Regions from separate parts of the Gossypium arboreum genome. Here regions 1, 2 and 4 are each linked to region 3. The links are chromatin contacts, called in public Hi-C maps. All regions are on one chromosome and are shown on one strand. The core of a region is the stretch at or near the end of the contact, and the rest is flanking DNA. Distances in the headings are between cores, read along the strand shown.

The links. Hi-C and Micro-C count contacts between places; a contact is called where the count stands out from the background.
Region 1: a contact with region 3 is called in a Hi-C map of leaf, with 1.8 times the contacts expected there. The contact joins the promoter of LOC108480171 here to the promoter of LOC108483647 in region 3. A contact is called at or near these places in 2 of 5 Hi-C or Micro-C datasets (both in leaf).
Region 2: a Hi-C map of leaf shows a contact between it and region 3, with 2.6 times the contacts expected there. The contact joins the promoter of LOC108474246 here to the promoter of LOC108483647 in region 3. A contact is called at or near these places in 2 of 5 Hi-C or Micro-C datasets (both in leaf).
Region 4: a Hi-C map of leaf shows a contact between it and region 3, with 2.6 times the contacts expected there. The contact joins the promoter of LOC108470434 here to the promoter of LOC108483647 in region 3. A contact is called at or near these places in 2 of 5 Hi-C or Micro-C datasets (both in leaf).

What each region holds. Positions count from the first base shown.
Region 1 is chr1:20,852,108-20,854,807 of ASM2569848v2, forward strand. LOC108480171 (squamosa promoter-binding-like protein 6) reads left to right here and starts at 1,319. Exons shown (of 5, transcript XM_017783069.2): 1 at 1,319-1,878; 2 at 2,179-2,700. The coding sequence starts at 2,435.
Region 2 is chr1:20,072,457-20,075,156 of ASM2569848v2, forward strand. It overlaps LOC108474246, which reads right to left and starts at 1,307. Exons shown (of 1, transcript XM_017776192.2): 1 at 1-1,307. The coding sequence starts at 1,073.
Region 3 is chr1:20,515,791-20,518,490 of ASM2569848v2, forward strand. LOC108483647 (rhamnogalacturonan I rhamnosyltransferase 1-like) reads right to left here and starts at 1,402. Exons shown (of 9, transcript XM_053027845.1): 1 at 1,290-1,402; 2 at 440-1,196. The coding sequence starts at 749.
Region 4 is chr1:20,180,638-20,183,337 of ASM2569848v2, forward strand. It overlaps LOC108470434 (protein ENHANCER OF LHP1 1), which reads right to left and starts at 1,449. Exons shown (of 12, transcript XM_017771742.2): 1 at 824-1,449; 2 at 1-566. The coding sequence starts at 1,097.

The DNA.
Region 1 (2,700 bases), core at 69-2,568, 340 kb after region 3:
TTTGACCAACGTTTTCCATCTTTGACCCTTACAACATCGATATGGCCGTTAACGGCGCTAACGTGACACTCAATGTCAACGACAATTGACTTTAATTGCCACGTCAACAAAAAATAAAAATTTTAATTTTTTAATAAATTAAAAGAAATATTTTTTTGGAATGGATTCAATTATTTTAAAGCTTATTTTTAAAATTAAAAATATTTTTTAAAAAATTATAAATATATAAAAACATTATTAAAATTTATAAAAATATTAAATAAAATTCAAAAGCTAAAAATTAAAATTAATAAAAGCCATTTAAAAGTTAAAGCTCATAATGAATATGGACATATTGTTATCCAACTCAATGCGAATCTAGACAACAATATGTCCTAATTCATTGTAGATGATTTTCTAAATTATATAAAGTTTAAAATATTAAAATTATTTTTCTTTAAAAATATTATATGTGTATAAATGTTTAATTCTATTGGCACCTTTTAAGATATATAAAAAATAAAAATATTTACTTTAATAAATAAACATACATATTAATTTTATTTTAAAAATTGAGTCTTATAGAATAAACTTTAACATGTGATTGAAGGGTTGCTAAATCCTGCAAAAGAAGAACAAAAGCACATATGTTAAATAATTCACAAAAATAACCAAAAGTTTTTAATAGTAAACACATTGACACCAACTTTTACAATCGTTGCACCTGAAATTAGGATGAACATAAAATAAGGAAATCAACAACATAAAAAGCTACAGATTCTACTTGAAATGTAATATCGTCCAAACATAAAAGAAGCCATGCTGGTGCAAGTGTAGTAGAGATTCCTTGCTTCCTAGGTAGGCAGCTATCGATTTAGGCTTCCTAAGCAGCAGGAAATCTCTGCTCCTCTAATGTCCGACATGACTAAAAATAAAAAATCTCAAACCTGCCAGGTTTTTAAAAATTTCAATTTTTTTAAAATAAATTACTTCAAAGTGAAGAAAACATGAAAGTTGTGGGAAGAAAAAAAAAAGGCAATTGACAACAAGAAGTTAATTGTTTGAAAAAAAAATCTATTTGCTACAAGAGTTATTAAATTTGTTTTAAGATAGTTTTGCTTAAAGAAAGAAAATTAATATTACAATGTGTCGAAAACTAGCCATTAGTTATTTGGTAAAACTAATTTATTATTATATATATATATATATAAGTTATAAATGTTTTAAAAAAATCAGTAAAAAGAAAATAATTTATGTAAAAAAATAATAAAATGTAAATGACATTAATTGTAAATGTTTTATTTATAAGGTGAATGAGTGGGACGGTATTTATGGAGTGGATGGCGGCTAATGTTAATTGCGCACTCATTCTCAAATCGTTATGCAGTTAGTCGTCATGACGATTTAGTAAAACCCACATCGCCAAATATTTTAAATTGATATGTCGATTGTTGATATATTTCATAGTTTTGTTAGTTTCAAACACGATAAATGTATCATTCAACCCCAAATCATCAACCGGCATGTTGATCTCGGCTTTCATTTCATGCATCTCTAGTCTTATTTTGACAAAAAAATTCATATTATTTCGGAAATTTTTTTTTTATATTTTCCGGGAAAAAAACCATTTCCAACGCATGCTATACAAATGGTTGAAATTTGGATTTTTTTTTTTTGTTTTTTAATTTAGAAAGCTTTGAGAGTAGTTTTTTCAGAGAGAAAAAAAACAAGATATTTTGTGGTCTCTGAAAATAACACCACCCATAGCTCTCTCTGTCGCTTCTTCCATGGAGTATGGGACATCAGCATATCGTTTTCACTGAGTTTATTGTGTTGTGTGTGTGTCTCTCTCTCTCCATGTCAAACCATTTTATTGTACCATTGCTTCACTCTTTTCTGGTAAGTACACACTTCTTTATCTCTCTTTTTCTTCCTTTCCCTTTTTTCTCCTTTCTCTCTCATAATCATTGAGAAACTTTTTACTCTTAATCATTGAGCTTTTTCTTCTTCGAGTGTTCTTTTTTTAAGTTATTTTCATTAACTGATACTTTTTTTTAACTCTTACATTTAGCATTACTTCTTTTGTTCTCTCAGCTTTTTATTGATTGAATCCAAGTTGGGTTATTAAGTAATTGCTAGAGCTGTTTATTGTTTTGGGTTTTTGATTTTCTGCACTGGTTTTTTTGTTTGTTCGTGAAGTGCATTTGGCTGTGAAAAGACTTGAACTTCCCATAAATTCGGTGCTTCAAAGAAGAGAATTTGTTGGGTTTCTCTGCTTGTCTTAATCTGGATAAGGTTTAAGGGGCCCCTAAAGAGTTACTTTTGAGACTCAGCTGAATTTTTGGAGATCTGCATGTTATAGTGAAAAGGATTAAGGAAGATAGGTCGTTTTGTGTTTAATTTTTCCTTGAATTGAACTTTGTTTTATTTGTATTTGGTGATTTCATTGCATGTAATGGAGTCCTGGAGTTATGTTTCTGGGGAGAATGGATCTGAATCTGATGCAGCAAATTCAGCTTCTGATTCTTTTGTAAGAAACAGAAATGCCTTTATGAATTTGGAGTTAAAAGGTCCATATAGTTTTAGTAACAATATGATAGTCTCTGGACAACAAACAATTGAAAGCCATGGTTTTGGAGAGTTGGGGTATGGAGAATTGATAGGGAAACAGTTAACTAATGGTTCAATTGGGGATGTTTTAAGTAGCAAAGTTAGTGAGGC
Region 2 (2,700 bases), core at 57-2,556, 440 kb before region 3:
TCACGATCAGCAAAAAATGGGTCAGTGTTCTCACCCATTTCGGGGGTTGTTTCCAAATTATTAGCATTCAACAGAACCTCCCACTCCAAAGTCTCCAACCCAGCTGCCCTCTCGAAACTAACCGCATCTTCAGGTGCTATCATAGGGGAAATGGAAAGTGAAACCGAATTCACATCATCATCACCATCAACAAACACGCTTAAAACATCCCTCTCATCAACCCTACCATCCACTTCCTCCCACTCAAAATCTTCAATGGTCTCCCGACGATCCTCCAACTGAAGCGAATCCCAGAAAAGTGGAATACTAACACTCACATCATCATCAGCACCAACATCATAACAATCGTTAACATGATCATCAATACCATAATCATCCCCAGAATTCAAATCAATTGCGAGCGTCCGGTTATCATTCTCATTCTCATCATCATCCTCCGAATCTGATCTAAACCCAACAATCCGCATGCTATCCCCAAACCTCTCAACGCCACTAAAATTAGAAGCGGCCTCACTAGCACTCAACCCTGAAACCCTCCTTTCCACAAAGAAATGGTCGTCCTCATATTCACCGCCACCAATATCAATCTCAACATCACTCGAATGAGTATCCATGGAATCAAACCCTAACGCCAACCCTAAATCCAGCTCATGATTTCCCTCAATAACACCGAAACCGGATTCGCTCAAAGCATCGGAAACCAAATCAGCGGCATCATTATTGCTAGTATTATTACCATTTCCGTTACCAGAATTGGAATTGTTATTGGGGGTAGTACCGGAACTAACCTGAGATTGTTCGACGCGTTGGTGGAAGAGATCGATGACGAAGTTGACTTGGTTCTCGCGGCGGTCAAAGAGATCGGGGCCGTTGACAATGAGGGAATCGGGGAGCGAAACGTCGTCGTCTGGGCGAGGGAGATCGGCGTCGGGGGAAGAGAAGAAGTGGAAATCACGAGACCAATAAGGGAGGGAATCAAGGGTGAGGGTTTGTTCGTGCTGGTGGTGATGATGGTTGTCCCGAACGAGTTCGTCTTCTGGGTCGTGAAGGTGAAGGAAAGTCACCGACGCCATGATTTTTTTTATTTTTTATTTTGTAAGTGAAGAGAACCAGAAAAATAAAATTAAACAAAAGGATTGAACTTAATATCTTACGTTTTCGGCATCATTCTAATGGCGAGAGAGGTAACGCTAAACGGGAGTTGTTCTAGGTAAGGAAATTACATTATTGTCCTATAATCTATGCTTTTTACACAAACTTTTCATTAAGTCCGCTGTTACGGATCAAATGCCACGAATTTATTTCTAAAACACGGCTTTAAATAGTTTTCCCTTTTTTTTTAAAAAAGATTATGGGAAAGGAAATGAAGAAGAGTACAACACTATGTTTGGTTGGAAGGAATAACAATGTATTACAGCCTAATTCAGGGGGTCTATATCAAATTATTATTTGGTTGATTGTAATAAATTATTATAATTCTATTCCATATGACTTTATTCAATGTGAAAATCTAGAATACCATTCGATATTCTTCTCATCGAATGGTGATTCAGGGAACGGTTGAAATAACAAATTAACCAACATTTTAATTTTACCCTCACCATCCTCTCTTCTTTCCCACCTTTGAATTTCTTTTCTTTTCTTTTTTTCCCATGCTTCTTCCCTCCTCCACGGTAATTATCAATAAATTTCTAACTTCATCTCTTTTTCCCTTAATTTAAACCCTTTCATTTAATTTTATTTCCTCTCAACCCTTTTTGTACTGTCGAGACCTTTTGTTTTTGAAATTGTCTTTTATTTGAAGAAAACGAAAATGGAGTCGCCATCAATCTTTTTTATAAGATGTGATCAGGTCACCTAGAAATATGATTATTTTAATAAAAGTTTAGATTTACTAAAACTATGATTTTTGGTCTACAAAATCCAGGAGGAGTCGGTTACGCATAAGGAAGAATTAACACCCTCGTAACACCCAAAATTGGTACCTAGTTGACTAATTGATCTCTTATTGTCGAGAATTGAAAATTTGAAAATAATTTAAAACACGATCCCTTTTTGATACATTACTTAACTAAATTAATTTTTACAAAAAGGGGCTTATTTCAAGTTAATCGAGAAGAAAGGATCATGTCCCGTAAGTTAGGACACAATGCCTTAGATCCTCGAGAATAAGAATGAACGCCATTTGATCATCACTTAAATCTTGTTTATTTTTATTTATTTTAGAGTAAATGTTCGGCTATCTTGGTTTTAGAAAGAAGTCATATTCCGTAAGTTAAAAACACGACTTTTCTAATTCCAAAATAATGAATATCACCTCGATTTTTAAAAATTCTTTTTTGTGCCTTGTGCAAAGACGAATTTAATACTTAAAATAATGTATATTTAGCTTATGCAGGCATAGTATATAAACGGGTAAATATATTTGAACATGGTTCGTGACATAATTGTAGCCATAATAAAATTAAATGGAAGTATAAAAAAATAAAATGATGGTATACTGAAAAAAATATCGTGCTAGTAAATGACAATGCAACATCAATTTGTAGTAATAATGGCATGATAATCATACGCATAATAAAATATAATAATAATAATAATAATAATAATAATAATAACATGAACAATAATGTGCAAGTAAAAAACGTAAATAATCTAATTTTTGAAAGTATAAAAAGTAATAAATAAACAAATAATAAT
Region 3 (2,700 bases), core at 152-2,651:
AATGGAAAAAAAATGGAAGCAAAAGTAACAATATATTAAAATAAAAGTACAAATTTGAAATTTTCAAGAGATAAACGATCTCAAATTTCAAACAAACATATGCCACAACAAGAAAAGGATAGAATTCCACAAAACGAAGACATAAGATACGAACATTGGAACCAGTAAATTGATACAAGTTCAATCCGTATGACTATATAAAAGGAAAGCTTCAATGAAAGCGCATAGAAATCTCCAAGAAATCTATCATTGTGTACATTGATTTTCTTCTCCTCAAATAGGAATGCAGATAAGGATAAAAAGGATAAACCCATTCCTTCTTTTCCATTAAAGACAAGCTCAAAATTTTTCTCCGATTTAACCCCAAAAAAGGCCTAATAAAGAATAACTACATCAAAATCAACAGAAATTTGAGTAAAAAAAAGGTGGAAAATCTTACTTTTGGGAGGAAGAACACGGGCAGGAACGGAGGGAACCTTATCTTCAACAACGGAAACGGAAGAATCCTGGTGAGAAAAACAGGAAGGCCAACCTTTAAGGAGATGCGGACCCCAAGTATCCCCCAAGGCCGTTAATTGTACGATGCAAGTCCAAAGCATCACCGATGTGGTGGCGCGTATCATCCACAGCTTCGTTCTCGAGCTCTTCAACTTCTCAACTCTCTCCCCTCCGCCGCCTCCTCCCCCTTTCGTTGCCCCCATTCTTATCCCTCTCATTTTCCCTTTCCCCTTCCCTTCAATACTGCACATTTCCAGCAATAACCCCGATTTCCACCCTCCTCATCTCCCCCCCGATACGCCACCGTCTTCTTCCTGTCAAATTCAATCAATGTAGGTCGATTTTCAGAAAATCTGCATCTAATTTAACAAAAACCTTCTCCTTTCTTTTCTTTCTATTTTCCGACAAATTTCGAGATCCGTTAACTTCCAAAACAACATCAACAACAACAAAATAATTCAAAATCAATCAAAGAGATCCAATTTTTTTCATCCTCTTGCCAAATGAAACTCTTAACAACTCAACCAATTCCAATCGAATATTAAACAGTATTTTCCCGAAACAAAAAACAAAAAACAAAAAAAATCCTTCTCTTCCTCGGCGATCTAATCACTTTTCCGTCGAAAATTGTCCTGGAATGGCCGTTGAAACTCCTGCCTCTCTTCAAGTATAAGCGAATCGAGAAAATATAGAGAAATCTGAATAGAGAAGGAAGAAAAAAATTAGAAATGAGAATATAGTACAGACTACAATGCGATCGAGAGAGAGAAAAAACGGGATGTGAGCCGTACACCGTTGGGCTTGGGTACACTTTTTTAACCATAGTTTTCTTGAATCTAAAAGGATTTGTTGACTAGTGTTAGCTGTCGACCACAGTCCATGGTTAACTCCTTTTTTACCAATAAATACCTGCCACCTCAGTTTATGTCTGAATGGGCCCAACATTTACCCTACGTGGCTGCTTTCAACTGGGTTTTATAAAACTACAGGTGTCCACGTCCCAGGAATGGGAGTTCATCCGTCGCCGTTAGATTTGTAATGGGCATTAAATCAGCTGCCGATACGCCGACAATATATCGCGAGAATTTCTGTAGGTGCGAATATACCGCGACAATTATCCTTAATTTGTTCAAAGATTTCTTTAAAAAAGTAATTCATTTAATTAATATTTTCAGCATTTAATTCTTTTCCATGAAACAAAATAATAAGAAATTTTGTTTGTAATTAACAGAAAAGAAAAGTAATTATTTTGACGCTATGTATTAATATTTCAATTAATAAAACTCGAATTATCCTTTTCAAAATAATCAAACACCAACTATTATTTATTTAGTAAAGATAATATTACCAATGAGAGTGTAATCATGTATAAAACATATGACTGTCTTTTCTTACATTTTATTTTTATTTAGATACATCCGCACATAATTTTAAAGTCTCATCAATGATACTATTATCTATTAATAAAATAGGTATTTGTAAAAGTTTTTTGGGTATATTTTTATATTTTTAATTCTTTATTTCATTAAATAAAAGTTTATGTTATTTTTTAATATTTTATTTGTTAATTATTAAAATAAAATATTTGAAATAATATTTTTATTAGATTTTATTTTAAATCATCAAGATCAATATTAAAGGCTTGTTTAGTAGTGCTTAAAAAATATTTTGACTCTAAAAATACTTTTAGAAGAAAAATTGTACTAAACAAACTGCTTTTGACTGAAATTTTTTACTTTTCAAAAATACTATTGAAAAGCACTCCCAAAAGTACTTTTGAAACTTAATTACTTTTTCACCCTCTAATAACATAGTACTTTCATTTCTTCTTTTTTCTTGATACTTAATTACAAATGTGTTAAAATCATTAATTAAATATAACAAATCTAAAATAATACAAATGTGTTAATATCTAATTACAAATATTTAATGGTTATATTTAAATATTTAAAATATAGTTTATATATTCTAATTAAATTTTATAAATAATTAAATTTATTGCTTAAAATATTTAAAATTTATATTTCATATATTAAAATATTAACAACAAGTTATAATAACTTTTTTATATTCTTACTAAATATAATAATATTAACTAATTTAAATATTATTTAAATGCATATTTGTTTATTGATAATAACATGTCTAAAATGAACATTTTATTTCTCAAAATTATTTTTTGACAGCAATGCTGAATACTCA
Region 4 (2,700 bases), core at 199-2,698, 340 kb before region 3:
TCTCTCATCAAAATTCTGCCTATCAATATCCTGCTTCCTCTTGACATCCCAGATCAAAACTTGCTTATCCAAGCTAGAAGTGGCCATGTATCTCCCATTAGGTGACCACGACATGAAACATATTGGCTGCATGTGATCGCCTCTCAAAGTAAACAACTTTTCAGCCGTATCTCTATCATACATCACTATGTCATTTTTCATACCCGGGACTGCTAAAGTCTCCCCATCAGGACTCCAGCTAAGTACATTTAAAACAGAAGTATCCGAGCCAGTATCAGGAGCTACACCATTGAGGGTATATAATGTTCTTCCGGATTGAAGTTCCCAATATATGACAGTCCCAATTGAATCAATTGATGCCAAGTATTCACCATTAGGATCGAAAGCTAAACCTGTGACAGGCCCTCTATGCCCTTTAAGAACCCTAGCAATTGAGCCATCAATTGTATTAATAAGTTTAATGCCCTCATCATCACCAGCAGCTGCCAGCATACTCCCTGACTTATTAAAAGAAAGTGCACGAATAGGCAGCGTGAACCTGGTAATATTAGTCTCAAATTCCCCACCTAAAAAAAAGAACCATTAGACCTTGCTCTTCATGTTTTCATTAAACTGCAGCAAGAGAAGTAGAAACGGGAAAGAATAAAGAGCGTTACATTAAATTGCAGTATTTCAAGTTTCTCACATGTTATCAACGAAAATTTACAGATCAAATCGAATATTTCGTAATTCTAACAAATACCCAGATAAGAGAGAGAGAGAGAGAGAGAGAGAACCAAAAATATGCTGAACGTCACAAAATTAAACAAAAAAAAAAGACTACCTGGGAATTTATAGAGCTTAACAGAATGATCAATAGATCCGGAAGCAAGACAAGTAGAATTGGGACTAACTGCCAAGGCAGTGACCCCATCTCGGTGGTGGCGAAGAACCCGAGGCGGACTCGAATGAAGAAGCGGATCGTGAATAGAGATAGAGGGTTGCGATGATGACGCAGTGACCAAGTGGTGGGCTTGGAGATCCCACAAGATGGAGCAGAAAGAAGCATTGGAACTTACCTCATGGGCTTCCCTTAGCTTCACTGATTTGATTTTCATGGCGTAGGCTTTGGGGCGGCGCTGGAAATGGAGAGATATTTGGTGTGTGTTTTAAGTCTTTTGCCTTGCTTTAGGTGGGTGCTTTAGTTTACGGTGAACTCAAGTGGGTATGGTTTTTGGCGGGAAATGAGGCCATGAATTTTGGGTTTCGCGGGTAGGAAAGGAAACTTGGAGGGAAATAATTCAATTAAAAGGAAACGATTTGCTTTCCGTTCAGGCATCGGCCTGCCAGACTGTCGTATGGTTCCATGGCTCATGGACCTCACTTTGCATTGGATTCTAGCAAATATGACACCCTTGTCCCAACACGGAATCTTTCATCCCGTTGGCAATTGACTGTTTGTTAGTTGTTGTGGTTGATTTGATTATTTAATTCTATTAATAGTTTATTTAAAAGTATTTCATAAAACTTAATTAATAATTGAAAATTAATGTATAAAATTATAAATAAGAGCATCTGACATTTTATTATTAAATATTTATTTGTTTATAATATTTTAGTATTTATTAAGTGAAATTATTAAAATAAAATATTATTATTAAGGAATTAAAATATCTATTATGGAAATTAATTTGTGAATATTTTTACATTTACTTGAGACTTTAGAGGTGAAAGTGAAAATGAGAGAATGAATACTACTAATATTTTGGCACCCCTATTAGATTTGATAGCATGTGGCAAATTGAGTAATTTTTGAGCAAGCATAATTAGATATGTCATTTTACATATTGCATACCCAATCAGTTGTGAAAAAAGTTATCCATTCCAGCGTTTTTTATTTTGCAAGTTTTAGCTCAACAAGCTCTTATAATCATCTATTTACCAAACACTACAATTAAAGGGTTTAACTACTTAATCCTTCATTTGTACCTAAATCAACTAAAAAATGTCCAAAACTCTATTTACCAAACACCCTCTTTATCCTTAACTTGTGTCCTTTTCGAATCGAATCAAATTTATATTTACATAGAGAGAATTAAGTTTAATTTGATTCAAAAGTATTTGTTAACGAGTAACTGAAACTTGCTTAGAATAATTTATGTTATCTTTTTCTCTAAAAATTAAGAATTATGCTTTTTTTATTTTTTAACCTTTCATGAATTTACATATTTTCTGTTTTATTAAAATTTTAAAATAATTAATTTAACATACTTTTAATATTTACATTAACATAATAAATTTAATCTTTATGTAATATATATAAATACAAAAAAAGTAATGTAATATCACATTAGAGAATAGATTAGGTTCGGGCATTAAACGATGCTACCAAAATGTAGACTAATTTTTAGAGGCATAATGATAAATCTAATTCTTGAAGTTTACAATTTTTGTCAAGTTACCCCCTTTTCTTAAAGTTAAATATAGCACTCCACTTTTTACAAAGAGTTCAATTTGACCATCAACTTCTTAAAAAGAGTCAAATTGTTGTTGTTTAATGACAATAGTGACTAAACCATTAAAATTTTAAACCTGACAGCCTGCATATCAACCCATGTGCGTACTTCATGCTTTTTTATATTTTTATATTTTTAATTTATTTTTATTTTGAATTATTGTATAATTTTTAAATTATTTATTGACATGACATATAATATGTAA